Regions from separate parts of the Gasterosteus aculeatus genome. Here region 2 is linked to region 1. A link is a contact called in public Hi-C data. All regions are on one chromosome and are shown on one strand. The core of a region is the stretch at or near the end of the contact, and the rest is flanking DNA. Distances in the headings are between cores, read along the strand shown. Region 1 overlaps tns1b (tensin 1b). Region 2 overlaps tns1b (tensin 1b).

Evidence for each region. A called contact is a pair of places that touch in the nucleus more often than the background predicts.
Region 2: a Hi-C map of tail fin shows a contact between it and region 1, with 5 times the contacts expected there. The contact joins two enhancer-like sites. A contact is called at or near these places in 5 of 6 Hi-C or Micro-C datasets (liver, skeletal muscle, tail fin and 1 more).

What each region holds. Positions count from the first base shown.
Region 1 is chr16:6,521,169-6,527,887 of fGasAcu3.hap1.1, forward strand. tns1b (tensin 1b) reads right to left here. Exons shown (of 33, transcript XM_078090135.1): 33 at 5,800-6,719. Among protein-coding and RNA genes, the nearest start is that of LOC144388724, 15 kb to the right of the region's middle. Within about 2 kb of position 4,158, at least 1 of the 9 cell types and tissues checked has open chromatin away from gene starts, as enhancers often do.
Region 2 is chr16:6,622,920-6,629,170 of fGasAcu3.hap1.1, forward strand. It overlaps tns1b (tensin 1b), which reads right to left. Exons shown (of 33, transcript XM_078090135.1): 2 at 4,265-4,379. Among protein-coding and RNA genes, the nearest start is that of tns1b, 37 kb to the right of the region's middle. Within about 2 kb of position 1,337, at least 3 of the 9 cell types and tissues checked have open chromatin away from gene starts, as enhancers often do.

The sequences.
Region 1 (6,719 bases), core at 2,908-5,407:
TATGCTCGCTCTCGAATAAATTCAGCCCAAAAAATCTAATCAACAAGAAGAAACATCGCTTCAAATAATAAAAGAGGTCACAGGTCTTGGGGGTTAATACGCGTAGATTAATCATTGTTCCGCACTGGCCAGGTTCATCAGTCCTTCCTTGTTCTTTGTGTTTTCTTTAGACATTCCTCACTCCAAAGCTGAACACTGCACTTTTCCAGAGCAGGTGCGAGGGGGGTGCTGAGTAGGCTGACATTTTTTGGGGATCTAGGATGACTACTGAATCCCTCCACCGCGGCATCTTGACCTCTTGAATTGAAGCCCTGTCTATGGTAGAGTGCACGGTGCAAGCAGGGGATTGGCGGCCACATGCTACTCATCCACCTGCATACTGACAGGCAGACAGGCCATGTCACAACAATCCCAAACACCCCAGTGCCCCTGCCTAACCTTAGCCAACCCCCTCCCTGGCCCAGCTAACCCCTGCTGACCCCTACGGCCATCTGTTACAGGGTACTGAGATGTGTTGATTGGCCGTGGGGGAGTGGGGTGAGGAGTTGGGCTTGGATAAGGATTGGGGCTCCTGGATTGGTGATGGTTGACCGAGGAGCTTTGCACACTGAGCATTACATGGTTCAAAGAGACACATTGAACCGATTATGCGTAAAACTTTGGTTTTGACACCTGTCTTCTTAAGTGTGTTGCCAGGCACAACAGTTGTAGGAGAGGGAATGGTTGGACGGGCTCATTCTGTTGAAGAGCACGGCAAACATTAACAACAGCTCGGGACGTGTGCTGGCTCACGTTACAGCGTTGCTTCCATCTCTGCCTGCTGTCTTTCTTCACTGGAGCCATCAGTGCGTCCATATAACTCACCAGGAAGATGAGTACTGCCCACTCCACTTTACATACAAACAAACAATCAATCCATTTTCGGAGTTGAATGAAATTATCTTTTCCTACAACCCTTTGCAATCGCTAATCATAAATCTATTTCATAACAGCCTTGTATCACATTCTCAGAAACACATACTGCCGTGTGTTTGACAGAGTACAACGATCTGTTTCATGCAACAAGACTATTCGGTTAAGGTAAGGGAATAAGAGCATGGTTTGTGTTAAAGTAATGAATTAACATCGTACCCTAACAAAATAACATTCTTTGTAATGTAACTACCGTAAAAATGTAAAATTTCTAAGGTCAAGTAATGTAACAGGTTTCTTTTGATTTGCGCATTTCTCGTCACACGCCACCAAATGCAAAAACGATAATGCAACATACTCTCCTCGCTTATTGGAAACATCAGATTTCTTCCCCCAGCCCAATCGTTATAAGAGAGGGGCAGTCCGGCTCTTCAAACCCACTGTGAAGTTACTATGAAGGCTGACCTTTGCCCCTTTGCTTGTGAACTATTTTTATCGGCACGTGCTGTACCGAGTGACCAGAGAGGGGAGGGGCATAAATCATCACAACCATTCCCACCCATGTATTATTTTTTCAGATAATACTGTATGTACTTTTTTCAAGAAACTTGCTCAATACTGTCAAAAGTGAAGAAAATGCCCCAAAGACTTTTCAAATGTGATATTCCTTATTTGCTGTGTTTTTCTTGAGGGGAAATCCCTTTCTACTGTTAGGTGTGCAGCTACTTTCCCTTCCTAGTTGCTTACTCTGTCTTCACTTTGGATAAAAGCAGACAGTGTAAGACCCTGTTGTGCTGGAAACAAGGAGGAAGAGGGAAAACGTGCCATAAAAATCACAACTAAGACCTCAAAAGATTCTCTGACTAAGACCACTGAGTTCACGATAGCTCTCTGATAACCCATATTTGGTTTATATAAAATATTGATCTGTCTATAATAAACCCCCTGAATTCATTTTCCAGAAAGAGTCTTTCATCGAAGCCATTGCATGCCTTTTAGACAGCGTGACATTTTTATTACCGTGTGGTGTGTGTGAGCAATTTCACCTTTGTTATTTATGGAAACGAGACCAAGGCAGAAAGCACCAGAAGGAGAAAAATCCAGGCCGGACATCTATTGGTGCTTTTGCAATAACATCCTGAAGGTTGTATTTTTAGTCAAAGTCTTTGAGTCAGGGACACGAGGCAGCCAGCCCAGGAGGGCCTTTACTATCCAGATGGTGACAGCACTGTGATGGTTTTGCCTTTGAGGCGCCACGATGGAAACATTTGGATTAAGAGTGAGTCACACGTACCGGTCACAGGATGGACAGTCACTCATGCCTCCAGAAAACACACATACAATTTGTACGTCAACGTCAACACAGACAGGAGACTGTAACGCACATTTAGTGTTTAGCTCCTTTCGTACACCATTATGTTTTACTGGGCACAAACATTCACAAACTTTAAACATGCTGCACACACAACTATTTATCTCTTGTGTGTTTTGAACAAGTCATCCTTTTTTATTGTGAAAGAAATAATTGGTGACTTTGATATGATTGGTCAAGATACAGGGATGCATAGCATTTATTGTCAAACTGTAATATGCCTTTAGACCATTGGCATAATGTATTTTATACCGTATTATGTTTGAGTAGGACGAATACTGTACAGTATATACATTTTAATTCGGCTATGAGGGATCATACTCCATCTGGCAAAGTGACTTCTCTGTACATTCAATTGGAGGCAGGAGGCTTCACACTCCAAATGGTGACCAGGTTCTATGTGTGACAGTGGGCAATAGGCTTTAGCAGGAAACAAGACACCTGTTGCTCTGGTGGGATTACCGCAATTGGCTGACCAGTCAAATATTTATTTTCCAGATTTTCACCACCAAAAATATATACCTGCACATTTAAAATACTAATTTTATGAAATGTGCATTTGCTAAGTAGTTTTCACATTGTTTACCCCCACTTCATCTCACTAAGGTGCTATAAAATTTCCATCAAAATCAAGAACTCAGGCTATTGCCAATGTATTCGTCCAGTAGCTCAAGCCTATGGGCCAGTAACTTATAGTGTCAGTCAATAGGTAAAGTTAGCCGATAGCAAGGGTCTTTTTTCAGGCCAAGGAACGCCAAACAAAGGACCGGCGTTTGGTCCACCATCTTATATTTTTGAGCTTTGCCACTCTTTACACGTGAGCATGATGTGTATTTAAAGACAATAAAAAAAATTGTGTTATCAACGAAACATGTTGCAACCCCCCTGCAGCACCCTGTTGAAGACCTCCGGCCTATAGGTAAAAAAAACAACTAAGCTAAGCATAAATCCTGGCCCTCATAAGTGTTAAAGACAAACCCAGATTCAAATGATAATCCCATCCCCCGTCATCCACCCTTTCTGACCATAAATAGACCTCTTTATTTGGCCCATTTCATCATCTTGACCCCTGTAGAGAAAATGTTTTTTCAAGAGTCGTAATTCTATTCCATGGGGTAAAGGAGGTGAAATATTGTAATCCTGCTGACACAAAGCATCATATAGGACCAGGGTTGATGTTAGTTTTTCCCATGAAATAAAGCTGGATTTAAAAGTACATGAACGTTGAAGAAGGAGAGAAGTGGCATTGTGTGACCATTTGCAGAATACTTAATCTGTTTTAAATTCATTGCACAAAATATACTACTGAGTCTCATCTGACCAATACAACAGTAACACCAGTAATAGATGCAGCATCTGAGACCTGAATACCCCTCCCACCAAAGATCTGTAACATAGATGAGACTGACTGCCTTGAGTTCAGTGTTGGTGTGTTCCTCTGTGGCTTTGTTTTGTCTGATAAGGAAACACTGGCATCAAGTGGCCAAACACCTAATGGCAGACAGTGAGCACGAAGACCACCACAAAATACCACTTTCCGTTATACATTTTACAATAACAACCAATCTTCAAACCAATATGTGACCTTAAAGTTTAAGGTGTGACACATGCTGTTTTGGATCTAATGTGTTACCTCATATCTCTATGGTGGCCTTCTGCTTACTGGGCAGCACCATAACCGATGACCCGATGTGGGAACAGCATATCAGCTCCATCATCGAGAAGGCTCAGCAGAGACTTGGCACTCCCCGTCTGGTACGCTGCAGCCACTGCCAAGGACAAGGGCGAGACTGCAGAGTATCATCTGCTTTTTCGCCTCTGCGACCATGAGGCAGAGAAGACAGATTGTGGCCGACCCTTCTCACGCTGGACACAATATTTTTTTAAGACCCTTCCCTCTGGCAGAAGGCTGCAGCCCACTCGGACCAATATCTCACAACACGGCTCTGGCCTCCAGCAGATGAAGATTCTTAGATCGCCAGATCAATTACTGACAGTTACACACCCTAGAAACCCTCATTGCTTTAAAAATACTGTTGACACACCATTAGTTTTTTTATTAATTTTTTCTACATCCATCATATTTAATTGTACATTTTCAAATGTTGTTTTTTACTAGTTGACAAGTTTATTGTCACGCACCAAGCCCAATTCCTTGTTGTATAACATACATGGCATTAACTTTGTTTTCCAAATTTGATTTACTTCCGACAGCAGTTAATCGAAACATTGTGGCAAAGGTCATAAAGATGTTGTCCACTATAACAACTTCTGCCTTCATTTGATCTCATAATTTGCCCTGTCTCTGTGCTGTTTGATTTGTCTATTTAAATTATATAGCCTGAGGACAGGGCGGCACGGTGGCGTGGTGGTTAGCACTGTCGCCTCACAGCAAGAAGGTCCTGTGTTCCACTCCGCCCAGTGGCCTTTCTGTGTGGAGTTTGCATGTTCTCCCCGTGTCTGCGTGGGTTCTCTCCGGGTATTCCGGCTTCCTCCCACAGTCCAAACTGCTCTGGGGATCATGCTCTGGGGATCAGGTTGATTGGTGACTCTAAATTGCCCGTAGGTGTGTGGATGTCTCTGTGTTAGCCTTGCCATTTGCTGGCGACCAGTCCAGTCCAGTCTCTCGCCCGAAGTTGGCTGGGATAGACTCCAGCCCCCCTGCGACCTGCGTGCAGGATAAGTGGTTTGCAGATGGATGGAGCCTGGACAAATAGACCATGTTCATAGAAATATTCTAAATATTATACATATATTAAAATGGTTGTGAATGATGTATTCATTAATAAGATAATACAAATAATATTCAAAGGACTTGGAAAGTAATTAATCATATTATTCAAAATAAAGGCTACCAATCTTTATTTCCATGTTATTTTGGAAACAGCTCTGATGCAACTATGGACGATTATTGATGATTATTTTCTGCGTGTCGGAACCACTCTCGCCAACAAAATTGTGCCTGACAAGAAAATAGATTTATTTGATAGGTTGGATCACAGCACATTATTGAGAAAATTGGATTGGGACCTCTTGGCTGAAAAGCTTCTTGGCTGACAGCAATGTGTGCAAGTTAATGATATGGTGTCAGGACTTCTGGTCAAATGTGGAGTATCGCATCTGTTATTAGTTTTTAATACGTTTTTTACTTTGCATTAAGCATGTTTGTAATGTTACTAAATCATCAGTTTGTCATTTATTTATATATATATATATATATTCTTTTTCTTTTTTTTACATCAGATTTTCTTGAGGGTAACCTAATTAGTATGAATTTGGAATAGGAATACACAAGCATTATGCTTCCGCCTATACCTTTACAGTCCTAATGTATTCATGCTTTACGCTGGTCTTGTATTGTTTGTAATGACTGTAGTATACAGTATATAATAATACTAACTACTACTACTACTACTATAAACAAAACAAACTAAGCTACGGGTCTTAATTATCATTGAATTGGCACAACAAAAAAGGACAATTTGACCAAGACAAACAAAATACCGTAGCCTACATTTTGATTTGTAATGCTTTTTAATGTGTTTTTCCATCAGAAAGAGTAAAAGCCATATAATGTAGCATACCAAAAAATGACAAAGCTCTATACGGGCATAGTCGTTCATTCACACACATTCTACAGTTCAGACTGATCTCACCAAGTGACACGCCACAGGAGTTTCCATTTTGGCAAAAAAATGGCTAACATTCAGTTTGAACTAAAGGACGTTCTCTTTTTCTTCCACAAGTATTTTATAGGCAAAAATATATAGATTCTTCTGTCAAGACGTAGACGTCACACGAAAATCCAAAACTTAACTGGAACGGGCTGGGTCGAGTCAAACTTGAGGGTATTGTGTGCAGATTACAGTCAGCAGTGTTGAGGTAACAACTTGACTTGAGCATGCAGGCTCTCGCTAATAAATAATGGAACATTCTGGTCACATATAAAAGCCTTATAAGTGCTGTTTTTTTTTAAGTAAATTTGAGTCAGGACGTGGGCCCCTGAACAAGTGACACTAGAGCATCCGGCATAAAGGAGGGACTCGTAATCTCTACCTGCTCAACTTCTTGAAAGTCACTTTTAAGGTCACATGTCATGCTCATTTACAGGTTATTCTGACGGGCCTGCATGTGACATAGGAAGGCTGAATGGCTTTTTAATCACTTTTTTTTTCATGATGTGACCCACTTTGGAACGCAAACATCACTTGCTAAAATAATAGCGTATTAAACAACATTCAGATTAAAGTTAATTTTACCAGTGATCTGATTCGTTAAACGTTTACCCTTTGTCATACCAAAAGCACAGCTAAAACACTGTTAGAATAAAAGTGGTTCCTTTTGTAATGGTGTTTCCTCAACACATGAGGGCAGCAGCTACTCACTGATCCGACTCGTTTCCCCAGACCTCATGCTGAGATGCTGTGGAACCACA
Region 2 (6,251 bases), core at 87-2,586, 99 kb after region 1:
TGATACTTACTCTGTCTCATGAAAGACTCAATTACTGACAGTGACTTAATCATATCACATTGTCTTCATCAGCAGGAGAACTTTTCCCTGTTGTCAGGAAACTAACCCTCCACTGCTTTTGGCAAGATTAATCATACACTTTGAACATTAAGAATTAAATCTTTTAAAAGCGATGTGTACAACATGGAAAAGGTATGACAATTGTTTAATAATTTAGAGTTTAAACTAAATTACAAAACAATTAAAGTTGATTGTAGTGAAATACTGTCTGTGTACTGCTACTATTACTGTTCGGTGTGAACAAAACAAATGTGCTGGAGACATACACATGTTGCAGTGTTGAAACTCATCCCACAGGTGGCGGCCTGAATGCATTGACCAACAGCGCTGCGGTTGCAGGGTCTGGGTTAGAACTGTTTGGCACTTACCACAAATCCCATGAATGTTTGACACCGATGTGCCAGTGGACATTGTGTCAGAGAAGCTGACCTGAAGGCGGGACGGTTGTGGAAAGTTTCCCAAGCATGTTCAAGCAAGAAGAAGAAGCTGAATTTCTAGCCTGTGGCTGAGTGGACAGCCAATGTCTGGTCTCTTTAGTGCATTAGGATAATGATGTTAGACTGGGAGACAGTGACTATCCATCATCCAAAGAAAACCGATGTTCGTCCTCATCCACCTGCTCCTCTTATTGGACTAATGACTTGGTGAAGCGAGGAAGGCACCAATGAGTGGATCGCTATGTCTGTGCGCCTGAGCACTGTACATGCGCCATACTTTTTAGCGTGTGTGTGATATGAAGTATACAGCCCGTGGTACTTGCTGCACGACGAGTACCCCAACGTATTTCTACATACAAAAAAACACCCACCTGGCAAGCAATGACAACCTTCCCTCCCCCTCGCTGAACACATGCTGGACAAACCGGCGTGTGTTTACCCCCCTCCACCTCCCCGGAGCGCTGGAGCTGCACCCTTCACTGAAAAAGCACAGTCTTTGTAGATTTGTTTGAAGGCGGGTTTATTAATGGCCTTTCACTGTAAGATGTTCTTTACAAAAGCTACATGCAGCAGTTGTGGGAAGGAGGAGGAAACAGATTCCACACGCTGCTGAGGAGAGAAATAAGGTTTTAGCCCCCTGCACACAAAACCTTCATTCAACCACAACTTCATTACAGCAAATTAATGTGAAAGGCAGTTCCTGCCCTCAGGACCGGTCCTCCAAACATTCCCTTTTTTTTCCACTGGAAAATTGCGGCGCTGACTTGCGTCAACACGCCATTGTTAAAGTAACTAACACCGTGTATCCTGGCAACCGCTAAAGAGAGAGGAAGTGCAAGTGCTTGTGTCATTACGAGACCATGTGAGAATGTTTGTAAACAAGGGCAGCAGATGGGAGGGGCTGTCTGTCTAAAGGGGGTGGAGGGGTCACAGAAATCTGTCTTTATACGTTGACCTCGGGTATAAAACTTTCCAGATTCTTCTGTACATTTTGTGGCATTAGCTCATTCACTTCCTGGAAAATAGTTAGTGGGGAAAATTCCTTCCCATTCTATCCTGTGCATCCCTTGGACATGAAGCCACAGCTGATGAGAGTTTTGTGAATCAGAAGTTGAGCACTCTTGGCTGTCCTCTTAAATCCAGTACAGCCACACACACACACACACACACACACACACACACACACACAGTTTGCTCGTATCACATGACCAAACATAGGCATGACTAGAGAGAGAAAAGCAAGCCAGGGTCAATTAAATCAGAATAGACTTAAATGCCGCTTTGTCACTGGGGTTTATTTCCCCAATAAATCAGGTCTACAAGTGTGGGCCCCAGGTGCTGTCTTGTATCATTTTACGAGAGCGTTTAAGTGACTGTCTGCACACACAAGTGAACATTACTTGTCAGAGTGATTTAACAGCAAGGGTTATTTGTGGAACCAAAATATATATTACTTTTTCTTTGAAAAATTTGATGTATGTATTTTCCATGAATTTAACTGATTTCTTTATTTATGTTTTGTGGGTATGAATACTGCTAATAAGAGGCTGAAGGACAGTTTGAAATGGTAAAGAAGTCACTTCAGAAGTTACACCTGATACAGATATGCTACACAAAATAAGTACACTGATTATGATAAAACAAAGACGTAATGTCATTCAAAGCCCAATGCACAACAACAAGAACATCTGGACTCACGCACATCTGGACTCAAGCATTTTACTCACTTAGATCACAGAGTAAAATGCAGAGTAAATGCAGGTGGTGAACTGCTTTCATTTTATAGGCCTTCTTTAAGGCAGTAGAATAAGAGGGAGGTGATGGCTGTAGTCAGTACTTTTGTCCTTTTCCCAGACAATCAGACAACTAAACTACCAGCTTAGACTGAGTGATATCAAAATGTGGCCGGGTAAGCACTTCAGTCAATTAAGAAACAAAGCATTTTAAATATTGGCGCACTTGCCAATTTGTATAGCACCTGCGGCACAGACTTTGAGAGAGGCTGTCGGTTTGATTCGTTGACCAGCCGGTTAAATCCGTGCAGAGAAATAAAAATGAACCACTTGCCTGTCCGTCATTACCATCTCTAAGGTGCCCTTGCACAAGGCACATAAACAGATCGAGGGGAAACCACGGCAGACTAAGGTTGCACTGAGAAACTTTTAGGTGTGATTGTGGGGGAGTGTGCAAAGGACTTTACATGAGGGTAAAATGCACTATGTAGCAAGAGCAGATGGAACCATGCAGGGTCATGCATAGGTGTTAATCTGTCAAATTGATCACTTTCCAAGGATGGGCCTACACACAGTACAGTGTGAAAATGAAATGTCATTGTTTTAAATTGCTTTTAGGGTCCAAGATGTTAGCAGCGTGCAGAGAATGCTCTTGTTTTTCTAAGTTGCGCCCTTCAAACATCCACTCCTTCTGTGTCAGGTTTGGGAAGCTGCGAGCTTAATATTGGTGTGCCAAACCAAACATGCAGCCATTTCCGCATGGTTTCACGCGTTATCAGTCTGAGACCAGACATTTCCACTACAACATCATGTGTTGAGCAGACCTGGGTCACGTTTTCTCTGATTTGGTTCCAGCCCCCTTTGAGCACAAGACTGAAAGGGTTTACTGCATTCTGTTCAGAAAATGGTGGCCATGTTAAAAGTCTATTCATGAATCTCGTTCACTTTCCAGCTTTCCGGCTTTTTGTTCAACATTATACTTCAGTCGCACCCAACCGGGTACATACATTTTTAAAAACAGTAGAAAAAACTGCTTGATACTGGGACTCCCGGCATGTAAAGTTTAACAGAAAGCAACATTTAGTCAGGAACCATGAAACAAAAAACATGCACCCAGTTCTATCCTATAAATTGATTGCATCAGTCAAACCAAGCTAATCTCTTATCGTCATCATTGTCAACTGCATTGCCTCTTTTCAGTAAACACCATTAAGGAAAGTGAGAAGCTGTTCACCTCTGGCCTTTTCTTTTCCCCTCCCCTGTCACTTAATTGACTAAACCCTGACACGGAGACGACCCCAGGTAACCTCGGATGACCCCTTTTTCAGACCACTGATGGCTGCAGTAATAGATATTGCCTTCATTGTCCCGACAAGTTAGAGCTGTTAGTGCAAATGCTCTCAGTGCTCGAGACTTGGGAATCTTCATCATCAAACAACTGAGTTTAGTCTGCATAGTTATTGTCTTGCTCAATTGCTTAATTTTAAGCAATTATTCATTAGAGATTACATTTAGGCTTAAATTGTCCTAGCGAACGTCAGGCCCTGAAAGTCAGTACGGATGTGGTACGATTTTACGCCCAGTGGGCTTCTAAATTGAAAAAAAGGGCTTTTGGAACGGAGTATTGGTGACAATATTTCAACATTGTCTTAAAATAAACAATAGATATATAGATTTCAATCTTAAAAAAGAGCATTTTGAACATAGACTGTATATAATAAGTGGACATAGTCATTGTACCCTCATTGGATTGTGGACTGCCGCTATGAAGCCTCAAGTATGGTGATACAGTATGCTCACTATTTCCCATAGAACTGAAAAGTCTGACAATTGTTTTTGCAATCACAGGAGTCGTCCTCTGCTGGTCAGTAGAGAGAATGCAGTCTTTTACCATCCTTTCTGGTAGAATGTTTCCCCTGTTTCCCCTCTGATCGGGCACTGCCTGGCCCCCATAATCCCCGGACACCCAGCTGTGACGTCCCCGTGTCCTAGAGTACATCTGTAAATCAGAGTTTCGGGACACAGGGGACTGACCTCGGCAGATGAGTCCGTCTTGGCTGATGGTCTGTTGACAGGCGCCGCAGTGCTTGGCCTTCTTGAAAGTCTTCACCCGGAACGTATGGGAATGAAGGGCCTCCAACTCCTCCGGCTGCACATAAACAAGCAACAACAAAAGAGGTGGAATGTCAGCGTTGGACCTCAATGGCTCCAGGTAGGTTGAGTCGTTTTGGACCTTTTTTAAAAGGTGTATGGCAAGAAAGACATTCGCAGTAGGAATACAAATATTTGCCAATGTTACAGATACATTCGTTCTCACATTCATCTCAGACGTGACACTTAACGTTAAATGCTCATACGGTCCTTTTTAATTTACCCAAAAAGGAGGTTGTAAGAACTTGAATTGGCAGAACAAAAATGAGATGTAATAAAAGTAAGGCCAGTGTCTGTCTGTTCACTAATCTGCTGTTTCCCTTTCAGTCTGTCACCCTCCTATTTCCTTCCTGTCCATCTTTTTCCTGTCATCTCATTTCCCTCCTTGCAGGTGTGTTACGTAACTCCCTGCCGGAGCTTCTCACCCCACTAAACTTCCCTCTATGTCTGTCTGCAGCCGGCTGTCTTTCCTCTAGACCCACTTTCCTCCCTCCAACAGTCTTTTTCCTGGAGGGTTTGAAAACACGGCATTCAGGGATGCTAGAGAGCAATCAGGAACGTCAAGCTTTGTCCCCCCGTGTCTTTACGAGTGACCGGCATCGCGTTTCTGTTTGTCCCTCGTCCCATCGCTGACCGTGCGGTATCTTTTCTGCGCGGTTTTTGTTCAGCTCGTGTTATACTTGGAAGTTCCGCCCCAATTAATGCCCCTGTAAGCCACACACGACTTTGCAACATTGCAATACTGTAGTTATAAAGTACTTCATTGTAAACCAGTTAACAGAGTCAGGGTTAATTAGACAAAGGCAAGTACAACACTGACTGAGATTTTTTGGCCTTTGGCTCGACCGTGACAGTTAAAGAGAATGCAGTAATATCACCAGAAGACACAGGTAACATTATGGAGACTCACAATACATTTCATACCCCCCTTAAAGTAAATATTTTTTATTAAGAGATAAAAATGAAGTTATGTGGATGTTTCCAAGCAGGATGTACCAGTTCAGCGTCCAGCCGTGAGGCTTCCATATGGGGTGTGTGTGTGTGTGTGTGTGTGTGTGCTGGACAGGAGTAAAAGTCGCCGTGCGGTGGGCCTATCGGGAGAGTACTCACAGGCTTTTTCATTAGGACACGAAATATACCAAAGCACAGCAAGGAAAATCCTGTGTTGCAAGAATTCCCAGACTAAGAACCCCAGTATATTAACATTATTTATTTAAACCACTAACGACACCTTTTTTTCTCTACTCCTTCATTCTAAAGGGCAACGTGTTGGAAAAGTGGGCTGGGGTGTGCAATCACAGTGCAGACCTAACACTTGAATGATAAACCAGACTGAGTATCTGTTGGGCTTCCCTCACTCCTCAATTCACTGGCTGTCCTCTGTTATTACCAGAAGGAACTGACTGAGCAAAAGAAAAGCCCCATCTGTTTCCCATAATGTCCAATTTCCAGGCAGGGCAGGATCCAGTTAATACATAGCCTTCATATATAAAAAAGATATCCAGACTTTTAAGCTCCGAAACATTGGCTCCCACACTTCCCATGATGCAACTCAGTCTTTCACTGGCAGTAGTAAATATGCACCTGCAGTCACAGTTCTTTTATTTTCAGAATGGAATTTTCTGAAGATAAACAATAATAATAACTAGAGGAAAGATGTGACCTGAAACAAGGAATAAAATAATAAAGAAGTTCCCAGCTAAATGCAACGCACTGAAAAACAGTCACTTTAGCAGCTGACTGTTTTTCTCGGGCACTCCATGCTAATATTGGATTATTAAAATGGCTGGCTTATGTTTAGGAATGTAATTGTTTTTCCAGGCATTTGGCCCTCAAATAAAGCGATGGACAAAAAAACATAATTATCTTA